Regions from separate parts of the Mus musculus genome. Here regions 2, 3 and 4 are each linked to region 1. A link is a contact called in public HiChIP or PLAC-seq and promoter capture Hi-C data. All regions are on one chromosome and are shown on one strand. The core of a region is the stretch at or near the end of the contact, and the rest is flanking DNA. Distances in the headings are between cores, read along the strand shown. Region 1 holds the start of Dnajc13 (DnaJ heat shock protein family (Hsp40) member C13). Region 2 holds the start of Rab6b (RAB6B, member RAS oncogene family). Region 3 holds the start of Atp2c1 (ATPase, Ca++-sequestering). Region 4 holds the start of Srprb (signal recognition particle receptor, B subunit).

Evidence for each region. Promoter capture Hi-C pulls out the DNA fragments that hold promoters and counts their contacts. HiChIP or PLAC-seq counts read pairs in DNA pulled down with a chosen protein or histone mark.
Region 2: an H3K4me3 HiChIP or PLAC-seq map of pro-B cells shows a contact between it and region 1, with 14 times the contacts expected there. The contact joins the promoter of Rab6b here to the promoter of Dnajc13 in region 1. A contact is called at or near these places in 1 of 39 promoter capture datasets (pre-B cells), 2 of 484 Hi-C or Micro-C datasets (CD4 T cells and CD8 T cells) and 2 of 115 datasets of contacts at active chromatin or transcription factors (pro-B cells and thymic regulatory T cells).
Region 3: a promoter capture Hi-C map of liver shows a contact between it and region 1, with 8 times the contacts expected there. The contact joins the promoter of Atp2c1 here to the promoter of Dnajc13 in region 1. A contact is called at or near these places in 7 of 39 promoter capture datasets (cranial neural crest, embryonic stem cells, frontonasal cranial neural crest and 3 more), 1 of 484 Hi-C or Micro-C datasets (CD4 T cells), 1 of 115 datasets of contacts at active chromatin or transcription factors (microglia) and 1 of 9 other capture datasets (liver).
Region 4: a contact with region 1 is called in a promoter capture Hi-C map of pre-B cells, with 4 times the contacts expected there. The contact joins the promoter of Srprb here to the promoter of Dnajc13 in region 1. A contact is called at or near these places in 3 of 39 promoter capture datasets (liver, neutrophils and pre-B cells), 1 of 484 Hi-C or Micro-C datasets (CD8 T cells) and 1 of 115 datasets of contacts at active chromatin or transcription factors (astrocytes).

The regions. Positions count from the first base shown.
Region 1 is chr9:104,261,466-104,264,979 of GRCm38.p6, reverse strand. It overlaps Dnajc13 (DnaJ heat shock protein family (Hsp40) member C13), which reads left to right and starts at 2,050. Exons shown (of 56, transcript NM_001163026.1): 1 at 2,050-2,281.
Region 2 is chr9:103,110,798-103,114,439 of GRCm38.p6, reverse strand. It overlaps Rab6b (RAB6B, member RAS oncogene family), which reads right to left and starts at 2,366. Exons shown (of 8, transcript NM_173781.4): 1 at 2,214-2,366. The coding sequence starts at 2,283. It overlaps Gm46128 (a long non-coding RNA gene), which reads left to right and starts at 1,173. Exons shown (of 2, transcript XR_001779270.2): 1 at 1,173-1,914.
Region 3 is chr9:105,519,442-105,522,897 of GRCm38.p6, reverse strand. It overlaps Atp2c1 (ATPase, Ca++-sequestering), which reads left to right and starts at 1,641. Exons shown (of 27, transcript NM_001253831.1): 1 at 1,641-1,858. The coding sequence starts at 1,751.
Region 4 is chr9:103,200,544-103,204,129 of GRCm38.p6, reverse strand. It overlaps Srprb (signal recognition particle receptor, B subunit), which reads left to right and starts at 2,065. Exons shown (of 7, transcript NM_009275.4): 1 at 2,065-2,218; 2 at 2,749-2,843. The coding sequence starts at 2,071.

The DNA.
Region 1 (3,514 bases), core at 801-3,300:
GAAGTTTGAAGGTCTACCTTGAACTTGACACCCTTTCAAAAATGTTGAGGGGGTGGGGAGCCAGGTAACTTAACAGAAGTCTCTGGAAAGATGAGCCAAGTCTTCCTACTCATCCCGATTCTTGTCTCTAGTTCTAGCATCTTAAGAAGAGTGACAACTTTATGCAAATCTCACTAAGGGAAATGAGGAAGCAGCACAGAGGCTGGCAGGTGGAAACACAGGAAAGGGTGGGATACGATGATATGGGCAGGTGGACTGGCAGATAATGAAAGGCTGGGACACAGAGGAGGAGGAGGAGGAGGAGGAGGAGGAGGAGGAGGAGGAGGAGGAGGAGGAGGAGGAGGAGAGAAGAGCAAAACCAACCATTCAAACCTGGAAATGATTTCTGCAAGAGAAGGCTTATGGGAAGAATACAGTTTCTCCACTTCAGGATGCGTTCAGAGGCAGGGAATTTTCCACTACAGGGGACGGAGGCAGTTCATGTTACCTAAGCTCCTTTCACCTCTGAGAATCCATTTATTTGGTTCCAAATATTAAATAGAGAGGCAGTGTCAAGGGTTTAGTAGTTTGATGACCTGGGTGTTACAGTCTGGGGCCAAATCTCGGCTCAACCTTTTGGATGAACCTCACCTTGATTTAGTCACTTAGGAACTCTGGGTCAGCCTTTTTTACCAAATAGAAATAGGACCGCCCACACCTAGTTCTGGCAATACTCTAAGGGTCTGTAACATATACAAAGCCACGTAAGCACATGCTTTTATTACCCTGGGATAGGCCAAGGGCATCTTGTTTTGTTTTTCATTGTTGTTTTTTCCCCTTTCCACTCTACTTCAGGTCTCATCTTTCCAAGCAAGCCATTTCTGGCTGCTCACAGGCACTTTTATTTCACTGGGACAGTGTGGGAAAGCCTTCCTAAGGAAAAATCTAGTCGTCTCCAGTAACACAAATGGGTCAGTCGGCCAAAAAGTCAAGTCTGTAGAAACCATTTTACATGTTTTTCATCCCAAAACCTCCATCTATGAAACGATTCAACCACAGACGGGGTCCCTGAGAAATTCCAGTTCCAGGGTTGCTACACAATAATAATATTAGGCTCACCAGAGCATTTAAACCTAGAACTGTGTGTCCATACAAGTTTTTTTCCCCCCACAGAATCACGTTTTAGAGGGTAGTCTGCCCCTCTCACATCTTAGATGAGACACCGTCTGTTGCTCAGAGCTCTGACACAATTGTCATCTGTAACTTTGTTTCATTCTGATACTGTCACTCTCCTGAGTTCCCCTCTTCATATAGTTTCAGTGAGTTCCTATCCAGAGAGCAGTTCTTGAGTCAACTTACTTGAGCTCAAATACTAAGTCTACTACTGTGGAACTACACATCAATTTATTATCTGAAAATAGAGGATAATCCCTATCTCAGACGGCTGCAAGTTAATTGACCTTAAGTAGTTGGCCAATTAAATCCTGGCTCTGGGATCAGAGGTCCAGGAAGGCAGCAGTGTTAACTGTCCCAACACTTCACCCGCAAAGGCCTTTGACCTCTGAGGCTTCGGTCTCCATTATCTCCCTGAACACTCAAAACTTAAATCCGCGTTCAGGGTGTGTCAGTAGCGAGTAAAAGTTATGCCCACGATGCAGCTAAACCAGAGATGCGCACTGAGGCTTTCGACGGCTTCGTGGATGCGCCAGGACACTGAAGACTAGGGCTAGGTAACAGAGCTGCTCCTTTGCAGAGTTACAGTAGCCAATGCCAGCGTCTGGCTGAGAGGCGTGTCTCCAGGGATTCAGGGGGCGTGGCCTCTCGGACCGCTCCAGGGGGCGTGGCGCCTCGCCTTCTGCTTGGGCCAAGGCTCTCTTTCGCTAAGCGCACGCGTACTTCCCGAGAGGCGGAACGGCGGGCGGCGCGCACGCGGCGCTTCCCGGAAGACGGCGAATGGGCCACCGAGGGAGGGAGCACAGTGCTCCCGAGGGCGGGGCGCGAGGCGGAAGCGCCGAGGTCAGCTGACAGGGTCTCGTGACGGCCGGGGCGGCGGCCACGCACGCGCGTTAGGGTTCAGCGCTCGCAAGCCTGGTGGAAGATGGCGGCGTCCAGGGCGAGCCTCTGAGAGGCAGAGGGAGGAGCGGAGGGGTGGGGGCCGCGGCGCAGGAACCCGCGGCGACAGGCCCCGGCGGGGAAAAGGAAAGCGAGAGGGGACGGGGCCGGCGGCGCCTCCATCCTACTCAAGACGTGGAGCCGGCGGCGGGCGGAGCTCGGGCTGGAGCGCCTCCAGCCTCCTGCGAAGGTAAAGCCGCCTCCGGCTCTGGGTTTCTGCGATGCCGCTTCCCACCTTCGGGGACCCGGGGGCTCCGGGCAGGGACCCCAGAGCGGGCGGCGTTAAGCTGCTGTGTGTGGCTCGAACCTGCTGAAGCCGCGATCCTCCGTCCAGGGATCCCTGCGCTCGGACCCTCCCCTCCCCCGGCTCTGAGTGACATTTGCCCGGGGCACTGCCCGGCAGCCCCACCCCTCTCTCTGCCTGGCCGTCTTTTCTCCCATCACTATCCCTGTCCCCCACTTCTCTCGGCAACTCTCCCCGACTCAACTCCACACCTCCTTCCCCTGTGGGCTCCGCCCTCGGGATTCCCTCCTGGATGCCGGCGCCTCCGGTTTTCTTAGGTTAGCGGTCCTGCTTCCTTCCTCTGGGGTCCCGCGTAGACTCGATTTTTTTTTTTTTTTCTTTCTTTTTTCCTCGTCTCAGTTTTGTTTCGATTTGATGGGAAAGGAGGGGCAGCTGCTGTTCTCTTCCTCAAGTCCTTTATCAAACACCAAGTTTTCCCCCCAAGGCTTTTCCTTCTTGTAAAGTAGCCTGGCCTGTTCACTGTTGCCCGTGCTGGGCTGTGATTTCACCTCTGAACGCGGCTTTTGGTGTAGGTGAAGCAGCACTTTGGACGCCCAATGAAGTGGGTGTTGAGAGTACACCTGCGTGCCCCCGCCCCCCAAAAAACCCCTATTGTAAGATGCTAAATTAGCCACTCTTACCTTGAAACCGTTTCCCTAATCACTTGGTGGAAGGATGATGTAAATAAAAATCGCCCCCTAACACAGAGATGAACTCCCAAAGTAGTGATTTTTTACTTCCACGATCTGCTTTTCCCGTTTATTCTATAGTTTAGTTTTTTTTTTTGTTGTTGTTGTTTCTAGTGCCTCATTGTTTAACTTAATTTAGCTTACAGCATAAAAGCCCCTTTAATTTTCATATATAGTATAAACCAATGTTTAAGTTGCAATATCGCAAATGGTGGCTCTGGCTGTTAATACCACATTACGTTCAGGGACGGGACCGCCAGTCCTAGTTGAGAAAACACTGAGTTCACATTTGTTTGGAAACAGGAAGTACAAACAAATTAAAGGAGAAAAAGAGGAGCCAGAGTTAAGAAACAGGGATGTAAAGACCTTAAAGCTAGCTTGAGTCCTGGGCCAATACCAGCATTCGTATTCCCCCGAGAAACTATGGATATTCTTTTCTAATGCAGTAGTA
Region 2 (3,642 bases), core at 1,117-3,616, 1.2 Mb after region 1:
AATGATGGATTATGTTCCAAGGGCCTATGAATCCTGCCCCTAACCAATTAGCCAAGCATTCCACCAGGCCACAACCAACTAACTGAGCCCATAAATCCTCTCAAAGAGGTTCCAGACTTGGCTTTCCGCATTGAAGGTCATCTTATTTCCCAATGACACTCTAGTTAAAAATGGCAGACGGGAAAATGGAAGTGGGGGTTCCTGCTCCCAAAGTGTTCACAACTCACAGTGGGTCTCTGGGCAAGACCTCCCCACTCTCTCTCCACATGAGCATGTGAGGAAAGGCTGTCTCTCACTTCTGTGACTCCAGACCTGGAGGGGTTGGCAGAACTCTCACTGGGGGTGGCGTGTGTGTGTGTGTGTGTGTGTGTGTGTGTGTTCCACCCATCAGCAGTTGCTAAGGGAGCCCAGAGTTTCATTCAAACTCACCACATATGATTCTTTATGGAACTGTGTTCAGATTTAGAATTAACAAATATTCTTTGAACTCCAGCATAGTCCAGGCACTGGGGGAAACATGAGGCATAAGGGCTGCTTCCAGCTACCCACTACTCAGAGACAGAAACTGAGTGTCCAGGAGGCCTGGAATCAGGCAAATGACAACACAGTTGAGAGCCCCCCCCACCCCCCAAGGCTGCTGTGCACCTGCAGGCTCCCTCCTAGGGCTGAGGTGCTCCCAAAATCCTTTCCACACAGCAAGGAACGGAGGTGTCCTTTGTGACACTTGGGATCTACAAAGCACAGGGAATCAGATCCAGCTGGCTACCTAGCTGAGCTGGGTACGATGTGAAATGTCCCAAACCCAGCTCTCCGGGACAGGCAACCCCGACTTCCACCCGGCTCCCAACCCTCCAGCTCAGGTACTGAGCATCAGCAGACAGGAGGTGGCCATGTGACCTCCACAGCCCACACGCACACGTCATAGCTGCACGGTGCCTGGGCCCACCAGGTCCTCCCACGGCCTTCCTCCTCTTGGCCTCCAAACCAGCTAACAGAACTGGTTTACAGAGCTAGAGCTGGGAATCCCGCCCCCCCCCCCCCCGGGATCCCCCTCTCTTCCAGCAGAAATGCTCAGAAGCCCAGCTTATGTCTGTAACCCCCTGGTTATGTGACTCCTGGACCGAGGCTCTCAAGGAGGTACTCCTTCCCACAGGTATCAGAGGGGTCGCTGCTCTTCTGTCTGAGCTTCCCACCTTGGACCAACCTGGGTGTCAGATACTTGGGAGGGGAGACTCCTGGGCAGCAAAGAAACCCTTACTCTCCCCCTCCTTAGGCTCTGGCTGGCTGCCACGGTGACCTCCCCTCCCCCAAGAAGGGCGGTGAGCTGGGAGATGGGGGGTGGGAGAATCCACCGGCTCCACTGATGCTCTCTAGAGGGGGCAGGGAAGCCAGGCAGGGCGTGTCGCCTAGGCCTTTCTCTGCCCAGTGCCAAGCTCACAGATATGAGACGCCTCTGTACCATCCCCCAAGTCACCTGCTATGGGAAGAATCTTCACTCTCACGATCCACACCCCTAAGCCCCAAAGAGGCTAACACATTAGTGAAGGACAGTGAGTCTAGAACCTTCTGCCCAGTCGGATGTAAGCCAGAGAAGCTAAGTGCCCAGTTACCCTACCACTTGCACCCACTCTTTTCGAAAAGGGACAGGTGTCGTGTTCCCCATTTCCCAGCAGCAATCTGCTCCAGAGCTGGACGCGTCCTTTCCCTAGATTCCAGGCAGGGTCCGCAGGGAGCCCCTCGGGCGCAACCTTGGGGTGGGGGCAACCAGCTCCCAGCCCCACCTCGTTCTCCCAAGAGAGGCTCCTGTCCCTTCGCCCACACCCTCGCCGGCACCCAGACACCTGCACAGTGCTCCGCAGCCTGTGCCGCAGTGCGAGCTAGTCAGCGAGCCCGCGAGCCCGGCGCCTAGAGCGGGTGAGCCAGCCGCCGCCCTCGGTCCTCCCGGACGCACCTGCACCGGGTACCCGTACCCAGATCTCACACTCACCCTCATCCCTTGACCCCCAGAACCACCTTCTTCCTTTCCCCCTTGGTCCTCCCCAGCCCGGCCCCACCCGAGCCAGCCCCATCTCCCCATCTGCATCCCTCTCCTCTACCGGGGCGTGGAAGGGCCTTGGCGAGCCAGGGCTGGGAGGGTCCCTAGTGGGGTGGCTGAATGGGCGGCGTGGGGAAAAGACTCGGCTCCGAGCCGAGAGAATAAGCCGAGTACTCACCGCTCTGCTCCCCTAGGAAAACCAACTTGAATTTTCGCAGCGGGTTCCCAAAATCTCCCCCTGCGGACATGGTGCTGGCAGCTGGGGCCGGGCGAGGAGGAGGAGGAGGAGGAGGAAGCGGTGAAGGAGCAGGGAGGGGAGAGGAGGAGGGCGAGGGGAGGCGGCGAGCGGTGCGGGAGCCGGAGGGGGAAGGGCTGGCTGCGCGCGCCCCTGACTCCCCAGCTGCGGCCGGGCCCCGGCCTGCGGCTGCGTGTCCGACGGCGGCGACGGCGGAAAGGGAGGAGGCGGGGTGCGCGGCGCAGCCCTGGGTGGCGTTGGCTGCACGGGCGACGGGCGCGCTGTGGACGCCCGAAGCTCGGCGCGGGCAGCGAGGCACGGGCGGAGCGGGGCGCAGGGACCGAGCTGGGCGGAGGAGCGCTCTCCGAGCAGCGCCACGCGCCCCCTCCCGCCCGCCTGCTCCGCCCGCGCCTGCGCTCTGCGCGCTCCCAAGCCTCTGATGTCATGCGGAGCCCGTGGGTTTGCGGGGCTTGGGGGGCGTGCGCCATCCAGCCCCCACCCGGGCAGCCGGCTCCGGAGAGCCACCTCCTCTTGAGCCTAAGAGAGGTGCCCTCTTTGGAGCGTCTTGCTCTGCCCTGCTGCTTCTGTCTCACCCACCCACCTAGGGGGAAAAAAAAAAGACAGGACTTGGTCAAGAGGACATTTGTTTCTGGTCTTTGACACCTAAATGCGGTTCCCTTCTTCCGTCTCAGACCCAGATAGATGGTCAGACAGGGCGGGAACATAGGAAAGGGTCAGTGTGTGGTGTGGTGGTGAGTAGGAAGATGTGCGGATACCTGGCTCAGACCTGGGGTATGGCTCCTCGGTGGCCCCTGCTGGCCTCTAGCTTACCTCCTATCTAGCTAGGCTCAGACTCTTCATGCGGAGGGGATCTGTGGTTGTCCCCAGAGGAGCTGGCCAGTGAGAGAGAAGACACCCTTACAGGATATGCCTACTAGGGTTTGAAACCTAACCTGCCTGGTAGAAGACAGCTCCACTAACCCAAAGACAATGCCCTGCCTCTTTTGATCCTGAGACCGTCAGCCCAACCACACTCCTGCGCCCTGCTAGTTAGGTTTATTCGGGTAATGAGCTACAAGAGTATAAGAGAGCGACCTCTAAGTTTGCAGGGCACACACAGTAGCGTGAGAGCAAGGAGTAGACGCCAGACTAAGGTTAAACGCAGTCCCCAAGCAGTACACTCTAAGGCATCGGGTTAATTGAGGCTTTACAAAGCCCCTCCCCTCTTCCTCTCCAGCCACTTGCTGGTCTTGACCTTCTCTGGCCATTCAGGGAATGTTTGTTTGGGACTGTTTGGAATGTGTAGTGTATGTTACACAAAGCAAGCCAGGAGTGAAATGCACACACACACACACACACACACACACACCCG
Region 3 (3,456 bases), core at 392-2,891, 1.3 Mb before region 1:
TCCCTAGCACCTGCATGCGGAGGAGCCTGGCATGGCTGCTTGTTCCTGTAACTACAGCCCTGTGGTGAGCAGATTCAAGAAGATGGCTGGGACTTGCTGGCTTGCCCAGTTAGCTCCAGGTTCACTGAGAGGAGCCATCTCAAGGGAATAAGGCAGAAAGCCTTAGAGCAGGACATTAGTCCTCTAGCCTTATGGGACAGCATGGGTATGTACACTAGTATAAATATGCATGTGTGTGTGTGTGTGTGTGTGTGTGTATGTGTGCACGCGCACATGCACACATACACACACACATACATGCACACACAGTTGGGGTGGAGTGGGGGTAGAAGTGTGGCTCAGGACTTAGACGACAAACCCTGTGACCTCTATAGATCCCAAAGAAAATGAACTTTCAAATGTATAATTTCATATCCTTTAACACAACAGATCTCTTGTTGTGTTCTTCTTTACCCCCCTGCCCCCACCACCCCTTTTTCCTCTTTTGAAGGCATGAATCCTTTTTATAGTAGTTAGAAGTGTGCTTGTAACAGTTCCTCTCACAGATACTCAGGAGAAAGCCTCGGGGAAATTTAATGGTTCTGAGTTCAGCCTGTGGCTTTGCGATAAGGATTCAAGGCAAGAAGCCTTTTAACTCAGAAAAGAATCTGTTTGCAGCCATTGCCCAATAAATGCAAAGTGTCTGGTTACTGGCACGTAGCACAATGCACCACAGAACTCAATGAATGTCCACAGAGCTGGCCAACCCCATAATGTCCATGAAGGGGTGGTGTCTGTGTGTGAGTGTGTGTGTGTGTGTGTGTGATTTGCTTAGTTTTCAAACAGTGCTAGTCTTCTAACAGGGTCCACAGAATCAATACACTCATGGGAACTTGCAGAGACCAGGAAGCCTGCAGGGGTCTGCCCCAAGTCCTCTGCATGTATGTTATGGCTGAGTAGCTCCGGGTTCATGTGGAAATGCTAACATTGAGAGCTGGGTCTGTCCCAGACTCTTTTGCCTATGTGTGGGACCCTTTTCCTCCTCCTGGGGAGTGGGGAGGAGGAATGTGTGGGTGGAGGAGCTGGGAGGAGAGGAGAAACTGTGGTCAGGATGTAACATATGAGAGATGAATAAAAATAATAAAATAAGAACTCTAAAACAGCGTTTCTCAAGGCTGAAATGAATTGACACTTTTGAGCGGAGGCTCAGTTGAAGGTTGTTAGTGTGTGTTGGTAATGACAAGAAAGCTCAAAGGAAACTGGGAAAACCTCATGTCATGCCCTCTTAGAAAGAAAGAAAGAAAGAAAGAAAGAAAGAAAGAAAGAAAGAAAGAAAGAAAGAAAGAAAGAAAGAATCACCAGAAATACTGTCGGAAGAATTAAAATTAAACCTCACGAGAGTCCGTGGGTATGGAAAGTCACCCGCTAGCTAATATTAACATCGCTTGCAACAGAGCCTTGCTGCTCAAAATAGGACAGTCAGTCATATCGCTATCGCTGGGCTGTTTACATTCTTCGGGCCAGCCCTGAACTTCTTCCTGCCTCTGGCTCCTGGGCATTGCAGTTCTGGAGGTTTCTAGATGACCCGCCTCCCTCAGCTGTCTCTAGGAACTTCCACTCAAAGGGGGAGCTATAAGATTGACACCTGCTCGGTTTGCAGCAAAGTGGTGGCACTTCAAAGGAGCGGCTAGGCAGCAGAGACTAAGTGTCTAGGTCGCATTTGGTCGCTGTCAGGGAGGGGCAGACAAGGACCCTCGGGTTTCCCCTCAGTATGGAGAACTTATTGCCTCCGTCCGGATTTTCTTACTTGAAAAAGTATCCTCTCCACTCTATTCGGAAATATTTATCAACGCTGAGAAGCCAAAGGGCCGAAGAGCAGGTACTATTTTGTTTGTGCTAACTTTAAAAATAACTGGTGCTTATTTCTGGGTGTGGCCTGTCGAAGCTTGGGGAATGTTTCTCTGCTGGCTTACTGGTGTTCATAGGCAGAGGTCAGATCCAGCCTGTAGTTACTCGAGCTTGGCAGTCAGAGGAGCCTGCCGCTTGTGAGGGGTTACTTGGCTGTGGAACGTTTGGGTCCTGAGATAAATTATGCAAATGTTCTGGGTGTGTGTGTTTGACACTTATTTTGCTTTCTTCCGTTATCTAGATGAACCTACCATACTACGGAGGTGACTCTTTGATACTTTGATCATTTTTTCAGTGTTTCGAAGACAAATTCTGAAACCGTTCGTAGCTCAATAGATGAAGCAGTATACCCTAGAAACACACTTATTTTCTTGCATGTTTCTGTGATTATTTTAATGTCACTAGGATTTGCAAAATGAAGGTTATCTGTGTGGCTATAATCAGATCATTAGTGGGCTGATAAGATCATTTGGATATAATAGGTGATTCTTATATGTGGTGCATAGGGGACAGAGCACAATAATTATTAATCCTTTTAGCCAATTGAAAGCTACAGTTTCCAACAGGAAGTTCTAGCATGTGGGTATAGACGCATCTTAATAAGCCTGTTTAAAATGTCTGGTTATTTCATTTAAAAACATGTGTGTTCATTACATTGATTACATTATACATTGATATCTAAAAACTGCTTTCGTAATTGCACTGGATTAGAGAGAGAACAATGTGTGGCCCATTTAAATCCAGGAGCTCATTTAGAAGCTTGGCAACGGACTAGAAATATGAAAGACAGGTCTGTCACCACATAGAAGATGACCAGCCACAAGCGCTCTGCCCTGTGCTCTCTCTAGAACGGCAGAGCCAGGCGACAGATATTGCCAGTGTCCTGTTCTTTTTTCCTCCGTGGTAGAAAATGACCCAGTTAGTAAGAGGCTTCCCAGAAATGGAAGCAGAGGGCAGCAGAAGGAAACCCTTTGGTGACCCCTTTTCCCCAAAGCTCATGCCTCATTTGAAAAAAAAAAAAAAAAACAAAAACCAAAAAACAAAATACCTGACAGATCATTAGGATTATCAAGGAAACTGCATCTTAAAATCTTAAATGATTTTGACTAGTGCTAGAGACTCAGGCTCTCTGCATTAAGGGAGCTAGGTTGCCCCATTTACCTCTCGCTCAGTTTCAGGGTAACACTCGGTGAGAAACATTTCTGTCTCCTCTCGGCATGCCTTGGTTTTGAAGTAGAAAATGGGAGAACCACATGGTGGTGCCCAGAGTCTTTGTTTACCCCAGGAGCTATGTCACAGGCTTTTTCCACAGGGGAGGGGGAAAGAATGACTGACAAGATGACCGTGGGGGATGGGCACGGATTTCTTCCCTTTTCTGAGCAATGTGTGGAGAGAGGTGGCTTGTGGCTGTGTTGCTTAAATAATCCTGTGGGCTTTTTTTTTTTTTTTGGAAGCCTGTTTTATTATTTATTTATTTATTAAGTTATGTGTGTGTGTATACTGTATGTGTGTATGAAGAGTATGTGGCATATGCACATATGAGCATGTGTGTGTGCTGTGTGGGGATGC
Region 4 (3,586 bases), core at 816-3,315, 1.1 Mb after region 1:
GTGGATTTCTGAGTTCGAGGCCAGCCTGGTCTACGGAGTGAGTTCCAGGGCAGCCAGGGCTACACAGAGAAACCCTGTCTCAAAAAAACAAACAAACAAAAAAGCTCCCAATTAAATGCTTTCTTCTGTATTGGTCATGGTGTCTTTTCACAGTAATAGAACAACAGCAACTATATATTTTATAGTCATTACAACCTACATATTTTAACTTCTAAATATCTCAGAAATTTTACCCTGTATTTCACACTTTCAGTGTTTGTTTGTTTATTTATTTATTTAATGTATGTGAGCACACTGTAGCTGTCTGCAGACACACCAGAAGAGGGCATCAGATCCCATTACAGATGGCTGTGAGCCACCTGATGTGGTTGCTGGGAACTGAACTCAGGACCTCTGGAAGAGCAACCAGTGCTCTTAACCACTGAGCCATCTCTCTAGCCCCGGATTTCACACTTTTATCCTGTGTTAGACTCCAAGTATCTTTTGCCTAAATACGACAAGAGACTCCCATTGATTCCCCCAGCCTCAGTCTTTTCTCTCTCCAGTCACAGTTCTCCACAGATCTGCCAATTATCCATGTCACCTTCAGCTTATTGTTATACTATGAGTAAACTCTGAGTTCTTCAGCATAGCACACAAAACCACTCCCAGGTCTGATTCCTACAAACTTTTCCAGCTGCCTTTCTGCCACTTTTGCTTCCATGGACAATCTAATCATTCTTATACATAGCCTGTAGCCAGCGACTCAGTATCTGGCGATGGTAAGGCCAACGGAGTGGCCCTCTCGAGTGGGCTTCTTCTCACCTGCCCTCTGCCTTTTGAGGATGTATGGAAATCGAAATCACATTGCGAACCTTCCAAACTCAAACTTTAACATCTTTGTTTCATTTCCTACCCAATCACTCACTGCCACACTAGAGAGGAAGGGAATGTCTCATTTCCTCTCTTCCTGGTACCTGCAGGAGTTGGGGTTTTATGTGGCAGTGCGACATTTTAATGAATTTGTTTAGCCTTTAAGTGACATCGACTTTTCCTGTCATCTCCCAGGCAGACCTGTACTTAAATACTTTAAAATAATGACAGCTACTTAATGACAGAGGCTGCAAATGGCCCTCGAGGCTTGGCCACTTCTGACTCGCAGAGATATTTTTAAATTGAAGCTCACATTTTTTTTTAAATGTTTCGATTACCCGATGAAATCTTAAGTAGAAGAGTTCCCATGAAGATCTTTTATAAATAAGTCCTCTTGAGAAACTGAAAAATGTTGTCTACTCTGGGCCTCTCAAATGGCCTACCTGGTTGAGTAGGCCTGCTTCCTTTGGGTGGGAATGATCAATCTATCGTCGACACCTCCACATCCTCCCGAGCACTGATTTTCCTGATTGCTTTTTAAAATGCAGTCATTTTTTTCCGTGCTGGACGTGTCAATGCAGGACACAGAATTCCCGAGTTTCCCACATGTCATTGGCTTTTACTCAAGCTTCTCTTCCGTGCGTCTTTTTCTGTTTTCTTTAGTTGCCGGTATAGGTTAATGCATCCTCCAAGATTCAGGTCCATCTCTAGCTACTTTTCTCTGACCTCATAAAGGACTTGATGTGTCTTTGTGGATTCTCTGTGACTCCATCACATCTTCGGTCACATCATACTGTGGTAAAATCTCTCATAAATTTCATCCCATGTAACGGCCGAGTAGAAATCCTCACCCTCAAATGAAGTTTTGTAGCCGTTAATTTTGCTAAAAGTCATCATTCTTTCAAAAATCGAAATGAAATGGGAGTAGAGGGGTGGGTTTGACCAAAAGACATCATATTCATTTATGAAATTCTCCAAAGATAAAAAATTAAAATGCAAAGAAAAAAAATTCCACAAAGCTATACATGTCTCAAAGCATGCCGATATGAATACACTCGCTAACTGGGTTGTAGAAACCAAAAAACTCCAACTCCCATCAGGCACTTAGCCGAGATACCCCTAAGGGACTACAACTCCCGTGATGCCCCGCGCCCCACCACGGCGTGGAGCCTAGAGCCACGTAACTTTGGCGGCCCGGGAAGACTACACACCTCTTTCATGGCTTCGGCGAACACCCGGCGAGTTGGCGATGGCGCCGGTGGCGCCTTCCAGCCTTACCTCGACTCCTTACGACAGGAGCTGCAGCAGAGGGATCCGACGCTGCTCTCCGTGGCGGTGGCTCTCCTGGCGGTGCTGCTGACGCTGGGTGAGGCGGCCGGCATTCACGGCGAGGGCAGGGTGGCTCGGCGCCGCAGGCCAGGGAGGCGGACGGCTGCGTTCCCTCTTCTACTACTCGTCTTCCAGACCCAGCAGTGTGGAAAGGGGACGCTGAAGTGACCTGGGTCTTGGGACAGGACTTACATGAGGCGGCCCTGTGCGCTTGAGCGCTGCGGCCGCCATCGTTCATTCCAACTTTGAGCCACTTGTGTCTGAACTGGGCTCTGAGATACTGGGGTACTAAGGTAGAGTAGAAATCCACCAATCAAATGTAGCAAGCCACTAATTTTTCCCAGATCCATCATTCTGTGTATACTTTTAGTCTCCACATTTGGATGAGGGAAATAGACGTGAAAAGGTTTACAGTTGATAGTGGCTGGCGCTCCGTGAGTTCCTAACAAAACTGACTCTAATCCGTGTGACAATGAAAGTAGTCCAGATGGACGCTTTGTTTTTTTGTCGTAAATGCCTACTAATAATGTCTTTAGAAAATGAAGGCTGCCTTTCTCTTCTCTGCAGTGTTCTGGAAGTTCATCTGGAGCCGAAAGAGCAGTCAGAGAGCTGTTCTCTTCGTTGGTCTCTGTGACTCTGGGAAAACGTTGCTGTTTGTCAGGGTAATGCTTTGATTTTCACCTCGGTTAGACTTAAGAGGGATGGGTAAGGCATTTCCGTAGCCCTGTCATCTTGCAGTTTATTTGGTACAGCAAGTTTAGGACATGTTTTTAAAAATATTTTTTTTTCTTTTTAATTATATGTATGTGTGTGGGTATATGCACATGAGTGCCTGTACCTGTAGAGGCCAGATGTGTCAGATTTTGTAGAGTCGGTCTTCAAAGCTGCCTGATGTGGGTGCTGGGAATTGAATTCAGGTCCCTTTGCTAGAAGCAGGATGGGATCTTATCCAACTTAGTTGAGTCTCCAGCCCTGGGAGTTAATTCTTTTTTTTTTTTTAAGATTTATTTATTATTATATCTAAGTACACTGTAGCTGTCTTCAGATGCACCAGAAGAGGGAGTCAGATCTCATTACAGATGGTTGTGAGCCACCATGTGGTTGCTGGGATTTGAACTCAGGACCTTCGGAAGAGCAGTCGGTGCTCTTAACCACTGAGCTATCTCTCCAGCCCCCTGGGAGTTATATAAAAAAGACTCTAGGAAAACCTGTAAAAACACACACACACACACACACACACACACATACACACACGATGCTGTTAGAATACGTGGTCTGGGGATGGGGAGGTGACTCAGTCTGTTTTCTTGCCTGGCAAAAAAATGAGGGTCTGAGTTTGGATCGGTGGCACATACGTGAAAGCCAGGTCCAGAAGTTCTTGTCAGCAATCCCAGGGCCTAGGAGG